Linked DNA regions of Rattus norvegicus: region 1 is linked to region 2. A link is a contact called in public Hi-C data. All regions are on one chromosome and are shown on one strand. Each heading gives the region's core, a stretch centred on a gene start, on an enhancer-like site or on the middle of the called end of the contact. The rest is flanking DNA. Distances are from core to core; before and after follow the strand shown. Region 1 has its middle 240 kb from the start of Rps6kc1. Region 2 overlaps LOC120096346 (a long non-coding RNA gene).

Region 1 (4,824 bases), core at 1,797-4,296, 500 kb before region 2:
ACAGAGACACACACAGACACACACAGACACACACACATACACACAAGACACACACACAGACACACAAAGACACACACACTCACATACACATACACACATACTCTCACACACACAGACACACACAGACACACACACACAAGACACACACAGACACACACACAGTGTGAATTTAAATATGCACATATCCATCTCCCTCTACACCCCCATAGCTTAATTGACCTTGAACTATAGTTATATTGTGGAACGTATGTATTTTGCCAGGCTAATTATGGAGCTTTAAACGGTGAGTCTGTAAAACAGACACAGGGGAAACCTTTGCCAGTATAAAGTGTTATCGCTGGGAAAATGGCCATTGATAACAGTATATGCCCACATGGGTCTATACGTACTGACACATTAAGAACTAAGCCTTTGAGGAAAACGGGTCTGAAAACCCCATGACCTACCGCAGCCTCCACAGTAGCAGCAGAGGCAGAGGCGCATGGGACATTGCTATGTTGTCTTAGTCAGGGTTTCTATTCCCGCACAAACATCATGACCAAGAAGCAAGTCGGGGAGGAAAGGGTTTATTCAGCTTACACTTCCACATTGCTGTTCATCACCAAAGGAAGTCAGGACTGGAACTCAAGCAGGTCAGGAAGCAGGAGCTGAGGCAGAGGCCATGGAGAGAGAGATGTTATTTACTGGCTTGCTTCCTCTGGCTTGCTCAGCTTGCTCTCTTATAGAAACCAAGACCACCAGCCCAGGGATGGCACCACCCACAATGGTCACTAATTGGGAAAATGCCTTACAGGTGGGTCTCATGGAGGCATTTCTTCAAGGGCATTTTCTCTGTGATAACTCCTACTTATATCATGTGCACAAAACCAGCCAGTACGGATGGGAAATCCAGCCTGTGTAGACTCTCAGCAAGGCTAGTGCAAGGCTGCCAGTGTTGGAAAGAATGGCTTTGCTCAGCCTCTGAGTGCTGTGCAGTTACTGGAAGATACCTATGACAATGAGGACAGGGTCCCAGGCATTTTCTAGTAGCCTGTTCCCAGTTTCATTCACTGGGGCTCAGTGACTAGCCTCTAGATCCGGCTGTGCCTGAGGCCAAACTTTCAGTGATATGGGAAAAGTCATCTTTGGAGTCTATTTCATAACATCAAAGAGGAGGAAGGATAGGAGGAGGAGGGAGAAGAGGAGGAGTCAGAAGCAGCATCAGACAGCAGCAGCAGCAACAATAACGACAAACTAAACAAACAAACAAACAAACAATCCCAGTGTGCTGCAAATCCCAAAACCTGTACTGTCAGAATTAAACTTTTAAACATATTATGCACTTAAATGTGGCATTTAAAATGTGAGGTATTGGACTGGTGAGATGACACAGTGGTAAAGGCTTGTTGTCAACCCTGATGACCTGAGTTCAATCCCCAGTGTCCCACTTGGTGGGAGAGCAGTCCACCTCTACATGCGTGCCAAGGCTTGAGTGAACCTCCCCTACCTAATGAATGAAAGGAGAAAATATTTTAAAATGTGATTTGTCATCTCCATTTTCAACAGATGACATGCCTACAGAATGTGCTATTGCTGAAAAGCAGGCCAACAGGCACAGGAAACACAGGAAAACCATGGCTGGCTCAGAAAACCAGGCAGCATCTGCAATGCCACCAGGAGTGTGCCACTGGGTTCCCAACGTGGTGGCCCATTCCCTCTGTTGAGAGCTGAGAGAAGGTGCTGTGCTTTGGGACTCTCTCTCTCTCTCTCTCTCTCTCTCTCTCTCTCTCTCTCTCTCTCTCCCCCTCTCTCTCCCCTTCCCTCCCCCTCCGTTTCCCCTCCCACTTCCCTTCCTCTCCCCTGCCCCTCCCCTCCCTCTCTCCCTCTTTCACTCTGGCTCTGGCTCTCACTCCTATTCTCTCTCAGCCAGAAGCATCCTGCTGTTTTGCTTCCTGTAGCCAGTGACACAGGGATCAAGAAGAATTGGGAGAATTTGATTTTGTCATTATTAATATCTCAGACTTCTGGGTCATCTAAGCAAGTTATTTGACGTTTTAATTTAATTTAACTTTAGAAGAGGCGACTGGGAGAGTGTGTCCTGGGACTCATGGAAATCACCCTGTCTCATCTGATGATGGGATATTATTGAGCACTCTGAACATCAATCTCTCTGTCTGAAAATGGAAATACTGGGAGATGGAGACATGGCTCAGCGGTTAAGAGTGCCTGCTGCCTGCCTTAGAAACGTGACCATAGCTACTTACAGAAGAAAGCCTATTTGGGGCTTACAGTTTTAGAGGGTGAACCTGTGACCAACATGGCAGCAGGCAGGCTGTTATGAGGGAAGAGCAGTAGCCAAGAGCTTACATCTCAAACCAGGAGGCACAGAGCGAACTGGGAATGGTAGGAGTTTTTGAAACCTCAGAGCTCACCCCCAGTGACACATCTCCTACAAGGCCACACCTCCTAATCCTTCCCAAACAGTTCCTCCAATGTGGGGGCGAGGCGGGACCCACACATTCACATATTTGAGCCTGTGGGGGATATCATTCTGGTTCAAAGCAGTCACACTGCCCTACCAGAGGTCACGGTTCACAGCACTCGTTTCACATGACTCATAACTGTATGTTACTCCTGCTCCAGAAGGTTAGATCCTCAATTCAGGCCTCTGTGGGCACCTGTACACATGTACACATAGGCACACATACACGCACACACTCGCGCATGCACACACGCACGCACACACACTTTTGGAAGTACTGTGATGTTTTATATCCACCAAGGGGCAGTTATCTGGTTAATTCCCCGAAGTTCTATCAGAGGAATACAGAACGGAAGCCACAGAATCACAGTGCCGAGCAGGCTGACACTTACCAGACTCCCCCAGAAAAAGCCGATCCACGCATTGTCTTCAGGCTTGCCTGAAGGGTAAAGTCCCTTTCTCCTGGGCTGTTTTTCCAGAAGCACCAGGATTGTGTGTGTGGCACACTTGGAGAACTAGTCCCTGTGGGTGGGGTGAGTAGTGTAACTGAGGGGATTCTTCAGGTCACCACTAGGGGGTGTGACAGTTCTGATTCCTGAGCGAAAGGCCTTGGGCTTCTGGAGAATTAAAGTTTTTGAGAGCTTCCTGGAGAGAGAATACAAGCCCCAAAGAATCCCAGATTGCGGAGGTTTTGAGGAGCAAGTAAAGCAAAGATCACAAAGTGATCACATCATGTAGTGTTCACATCATGTGTGGAGATGGGAGCAGTGTTCCACTCTCTTTTCCTCTCTCTCTCTCTCTCTCTCTCTCTCTCTCTCTCTCTCTCTCTCTCTCTCTCCTTTTCCTTCTGTTCTTGGCTTCTTTGATTTAACACTATGAGCTCTTGTTCCATCCCTGAGTTCTTTGCTTTCGTTTTTGGAAGGACCAGTGTATTTTGAGTGACTGAGTAGTAATCCATTTTGATTACACATTATGTTTTCTATTTAATTTTCCGTCTGTTTATTTTTCAATACATCCCGTCCACAGTTTTTCTGCGAATGGCTGACCTTGGGATAAGCCATCATTGGTGACCCCCAGAGTGCTGCAGTAGGAGACATGGTCTGCAGGCCAAGGATGACACAGGGACACACACAGCAAGGACAGGACCCCACACCGTAAACCAGAGAGGAAGGAGCTCTCAGCTCTGGATCATCAGAGCTGTCCTTGATGAGAGGGACAGGTAGTGAACTGTTTCCAATGCCTTTATTATGTCTAACATGAAGGTTCCAGCCCAGCCTCCTCTCCTTTGCTGCCCCCTCTCCTTTGCTGGGGAGATCATGGCTGCAGGACTCTCTCCTGTCCGGTGGGAGAGAGGAATGAGCTGAAGTTTTTGTTTTATGTGTGGTGGGTGTTTGCTCTATTTCTCCAAGGTTGCCATAGAGGGTGCCCTTGCTGTCTGTGAGACCGGTATTCATCGGTGCTATTATTTCGGGTGGTCTGTGTTTGTGGGGAGGTCACAGTGTCTTAAACCATCTTTTTCTCTGCATTTCCCCATACTTTCTATCTAGAATACTACACTTTTATGAGATGTTCCAGTTGCTTCTGGTCTGGCCTGGCTCCGGCTGATGTTTTGCCGTTATTTGTTTTGAATGGTACTAAGTGAAAAGTGGCCCCAAAGGCCAGGAGCCTGGGAGCCGGGGCACTTCTCAAGCTGTGGCTGCATCGGACTTTGTTTTGGAAGCTGCTGGAATCTTTTAGCAGGGCAAGGCAGCTGCAAGAAGCTGGCTTTGTCAAAGGGAGCAGAGGAAGGAGGGTAAAGGATTCTCACCTAGTCGGAGAAGCTAGAGCCCGGAGCTGGATGTTGACCTTGCCTGCACGGGGAGGTCACTCCTCTAAGCTTGGGGTCGATGTGGCAGATCTCGAGTATCGGTAAACTCCATTTATTTGGACTTTAGTACTCTAACTTGGTATCTGGGGCACCGATCTGTGGCTTTTCCAGGGAAAAAGTATTTGGGAGGTAGAGAGCTGTGCAAACAACACAGTAAGAGCAGGGTTTACGTTTCTCTGCCAGTGTGTGTGTGTGTGTGTGTGTGTGTGTGTGTGTGTGTGTGTGTGTGTGTGTACATATGCATGTGAAGGTCAAAGGTCAACCACAGGTATCATTCTATCCACCTTTTTGAAGCAGAGTCTCTGGTTCATCTGGAGCTCGTGAAGAGACGAAGCTGGCTGGCCCAGGAGCCCTAGGATTCTGCATATTCCCGCCCTCGTCCCGGAGATTACAAGTGTCTGCCGCCATATTGGATTTTTAGCGAGTGCTGGGGATTGGACTCAGATCCTTATGCTTGGCTGGAGGACACTTTGCTGGCTCAGCTATCTGCTCAGCT
Region 2 (4,725 bases), core at 1,833-4,332:
AGTGAACTCCCTCAAAACTTTCTGTTCCCGTCAGACCCTTGAGAAAACAAAACGAAAAAAAAAAAGATAAGGCTTGATTAAAATCTACTTTCTTTGGTCAACATCCTAGCATTGAGCAATTTCTTGACATCTAAAAGGGACTGTCCTGGAGTCTGACTGGGAGTGAACTCTGTATTGATCAAATGTGTGGCTGGGTCAGTAACAACCAGAGAAAGAAAGTTGAGGTTGCAGACCCCTGCTCCCTGCCACATCCTGTCCCTCAGGACCCTCAGGACCCCGGGCACAGTTTCCTTTTGAAGATGGTGATCTCTGTACCTGTAGACCATTCACTTCTACGAGCAAGAAAACGTTAAATATGTTAATTTCCAAGTTACATATTTATTAACCTATTCTGGGCATAGAGAACATAGGCTCTTATGTCATCTGAATGTTAAGGGTTCAGGTGTGAGCTATTACACATAAACATGGGCACTATTGTTTGGCAATTAAAAAGAACATTTATATCTAAACTTGAGGGGAAGTTAAAACTCTCACAAATGGGCTAATACCACCTGTCTCACGACAATAAATCACTGTGGCGTCTCCATGAGCTAGAGAGACCTTACTTCTACATGCATTACTTGAAAAGCTCGAGTATCTATCACTGTCCCGGTCAGTCACCACTCCACCCTCAGGGAAACCAGTGTGTAAGGAAAGATCTGCTGCAGCCATTCTGGGTGTCCATGAGCAAGGATCGATCGCTGTATTCACATTTTGAGTACAATTATGAGAAGAAAGTTTTATTTTACTTTAATAATCAGAAGTGCTGAAATAATTCAGGGTATTTGAACAAGAAAGGATTGCCTGTTGGTCCTGGTCTCAGACCTGCACATTCTACAAATAGAAATATTCTTAGGAACCATCCAATGGTTAGAAGAAGAAAGCAGAGGGTGGTTTATTGGCTAAATGGTTTCTCTGAGGCCAATATAAGATTTATACTCAAGATTTATGTTGCTTTAAGAAGTGGGAAGGGAGGGAAGACACTGGCAACCACTACAGAGGAAGAACCAGAAGTCTTCTAGTCAGACGGGCGCTGTGACTCTGTCAACAATGAAGGCTTACATTACAACCAACCCTCCAAGGTTGGCATGGAAATTCCAGAATTCCAGGACTCTGTAGGAGGAGGAGAAGAAGAAGAAGAAGAAGAAGAAGAAGAAGAAGAAGAAGAAGAAGAAGAAGAAGAAGAAGAAGAAGAAGAAGAAGAAGGAGGAGGAGGAGGAGGAGGAGGAGGAGGAGGAGGAGGAGGAGGAGGAGGAGGAGGAGGAGGAGGAGGTGAAGGAGGAGGAGAAGGAGAAGAAGAAGAAGAAGAAGGAGAAGAAGAAGAAGAAGAAGAAGAAGAAGAAGAAGAAGAAGAAGAAGAAGAAGAAGAAGAAGGAGGAGGAGGAGGAGGAGGAGGAGGAGGAGGAGGAGGAGAGGGAGAGGGAGAGGGAGAGGGAGAGGGAGGAAGAGGAGAGGGAGAGGGAGGAGGAGAAGGAGAAGAAGAAGAAGAGGAGGAGGAGGAGGAGGAAGAGGAGGAAGAGGAGGAGGAGGAAGAGGAGGAGAAGGAGAAGAAGGAGGAGGAGGAGGAGGAGAAGGAGAAGAAGGAGGAGAAGGAGAAGGAGAAGGAGCAGGAGCAGCAGCAGAAGAAGATAATTTGCGGCTCAATAAGTGCTTGCATACTCAAAGACTTATACCTGTCATGAATGTGTGCAAAGAACTGTCCCAGAGCATAAGATGAGCAATTATCTGATTTTCATCCTTGGAAATACAATATTATAACTATACTATTCTTTAGGTTTATGTATAAATCAGATTCATCAAATCTTTTCAAAACTACTCAACTTTGACCCACAAAACAAAGGAAAGTGGAGAGGTGGGTCAGGTATCGAGAGAGAAGCTTCTTCAGAAGTATCTACATATCACTCACATGTGTTCACTTACATGTATATGTGTGTGAGGAGATGATCCCACCACTGCCACTCATCTGGGCAAAACAGGTGCCTCTAAAACACTGTAAAAGTATATACCAGCAGGCACTGAATAGTGCATCAAAGTGCATAGCGAGGACTGGAAAGATGGCTCAGCAGTTAAGAGAATGCATTGCTCTTACGACAGAGCAGTTCCCAGTGCTCATGTCATGGCTCAGAACTGCCTGTCACTCTAGCTCCAGGGCCATCCCTCCATTCACATCCACATATCCATGCTCACACACAAATATACATAATTAAAAATAAACTAAACGGGAACTGAAGGGATGGCTCACTGGCTAAAAGAATGTATTGTTCTTCTAGGAGACCCTGCATTGGTTTCTAGCACCCACATGGTGGTTCAAAACCCTCTATTACTCCAGTTCCAAGGGAGCTTATGCCCTCTCTGGGCATAACAGGCGCCTCCTAGAACTTTGTGTGTTCTAGGTACCCATGTGGTATACAAATGAACGTACTTGTTCACACAATACTCATGCACATACCATTAAACATATTAAAAAATAAAAATGAGTAAGTTAAATATTCTAAATGGAAAATGGAAGGGCATGAACGGAGGAAAGCATTACATATAACTTAAGTCAAATTATTGCAAATTTCCAGCAAAAAAGAGCTTCCTCAGATAAGTAAAATTGTATTCAAAATGCAAAGGCCTTCGAATTGACAAAGCAAATGCAGGTATGCAGGATTCACAGGTGTAAGTAAGACAGGTCCTGACTCACCAGCCATGAAGTTAAAGTTATTGGATCCACAGAGGGCAGTCGATGTGCTGACTCAGAAGTTAGTCTTGCTAGAAACATCCTGACAAGGTTCTGGTTGTCCACTTAAAACACCCTACAATGTGCTTTCCTACTACAGGAGACAGCAGGTAAGAGGGCATGGGGCTGACCTGGGTCCCAGAGATCCTACCTCTCCTGCACCTTTCCAGGCACTGTTGACCTTTGTTCCTGAAATGTCAAGGTATCTCTATGTCATCAGGAGCTTGTTCTCCCAGCCCCTCCGAGTGCCACCATTGAATGGACATAAATGGTGCCAAAAATGATAAGACCCAGGATTTGCTGAGTGCCACCAATCCTTCTGTCAACACTCCTGACCTGAAATCTCCTTTGGCATAAAAGACCTCAATCACCTTCCTTTAACAGTGTAGAGGAGAAGCACACCGAGGCAAACTGTCTTCTGTTCTCTAAAGCTGGACTTCCAGGTGGAAAACGGACGCTGATGTCGCCTCTTGATTATCACCCGCTGTCTGAGCTCAACCACTAGGTCCATGAGTGTTATAAGTTGTTCCAAACTGCATAAGGAGAGAAGTGCTCGGGAAAACTGGAGCTCAGTGAAGGCAAACTCTGACTTTTCAGCTTCTTCAATAAACCCTGATGAATCAAAGAAGCTAGCTTGGACTTCCATGCACAGCAAGGATCTAAGTTTCTATCAAACCATAATGAATACTTCGGTGTGGCCCGGCCTGTATTTCAGAGACCTGGGAATGAACCAATGTTGCAATGGGATCACCAAGTGATTGGTCAGACACATACAGGTGTATTGAGAAAGAGATGCTCAGAACAGTTGTTTTGTGTCTCATAAGCAAAGACACGTAGGGTGGCTACTTAATGCTCAGCAGTCCATTAGAAAGACTGACTCGTCAAACTCAAGCTAAGTCGCATCTCTGTGAGCACTTAGGTTGTGATGAGCTTGGCACCCGCCACACACAGGGAGTGTCTCATGAAGGTGAGGACATCAAGTGTTTGTCTGTTTCCATGAATAAATCATCCCCCTGTGTTAATATAGATTCTATTCCTCCAAGCCTTGGAGTATGGGTTCACCAGTGGAATCCTTCACAGGGGAAAATGGAAGAGATGATTACATGGCTTCCAAAGTGATATTTTAGATTCTTTGCAACATCCACCCAGATGTCTTCAAACAGTGGCTCTAGGGGAAGCCAGTCACAACACAAGAAATCTGACGACCAAAAGACTACAAAATTCTAAAGAGACCTAAGTATGGAGAAGGAGTCCTAATTAATTACCCAAGGCCAAGATACAAATGAAGGGACGCTCCGGTTGCTCAGGTCTCAGCTACCATCTGTGACCGCAGGAGACTCCAAGTAAGGGATGCCCAGCTGAACTGTCCAACCAAGAACCATAACTCAACACCCAATCTTACTGTCCCTACACTTGGAATATTCTATCAACAGCCATGCTGGGGAGATCAGACAGTTTTCTTTATTTATTAAGTAACTGCACAAGCTGGTTAAAAAAAAAAGATAAGCCACCTAGAAAAAGATCACTAGGCATATCTCATAAAATCCATCAAATACGCTGTTTGGGGGATGTCAGCAGCCGTTAAGACCACTGGGAAACTGGACAATCATCTGTGGATAATTGCAGCCAAGAGGAAATCTGCTATGGAGAAAGTAGCCTTTTTTTTTTTTTAAGAGTGGAATTTTCCAAACTCACCAACCAGCTCAACAATATCCACTAGCTGATTGCTCAGAGCTGTGCTCCCCTTCATACAAAGCAAACCCGTGACTATTTCAGCTGCGATTCTAGGTACGAAATGGCCAAAACATATCAAACCAAGGAAAAGCATCAATAAGCAAGGGAAATGGGTTCCGTGGAGTGCAATCTGCTCATTTATTTTGTAAAGCAGACGGTGGTCCAGGTAGCACCGTAAAACAACCAAATATAGCTGGAGATAAGCGTGGGCGGGAGTGGAAACTAGAGGC

What was found. A called contact is a pair of places that touch in the nucleus more often than the background predicts.
Region 1: a contact with region 2 is called in a Hi-C map of liver, with 6 times the contacts expected there. The contact joins two enhancer-like sites. A contact is called at or near these places in 2 of 12 Hi-C or Micro-C datasets (hepatocytes and liver).

The regions. Positions count from the first base shown.
Region 1 is chr13:104,782,458-104,787,281 of GRCr8, reverse strand. No RefSeq gene overlaps it. Among named protein-coding and RNA genes, the nearest start is that of Rps6kc1, 240 kb to the left of the region's middle. Within about 2 kb of position 3,046, at least 2 of the 93 cell types and tissues checked have an H3K27ac peak or open chromatin away from gene starts, as enhancers often do. A contact at or near this core is called in liver, where this site is marked.
Region 2 is chr13:104,283,033-104,287,757 of GRCr8, reverse strand. It overlaps LOC120096346 (a long non-coding RNA gene), which reads right to left. Exons shown (of 2, transcript XR_005492742.2): 2 at 4,198-4,725. Among named protein-coding and RNA genes, the nearest start is that of Prox1, 34 kb to the right of the region's middle. Within about 2 kb of position 3,082, at least 1 of the 93 cell types and tissues checked has an H3K27ac peak or open chromatin away from gene starts, as enhancers often do. A contact at or near this core is called in liver, where this site is marked.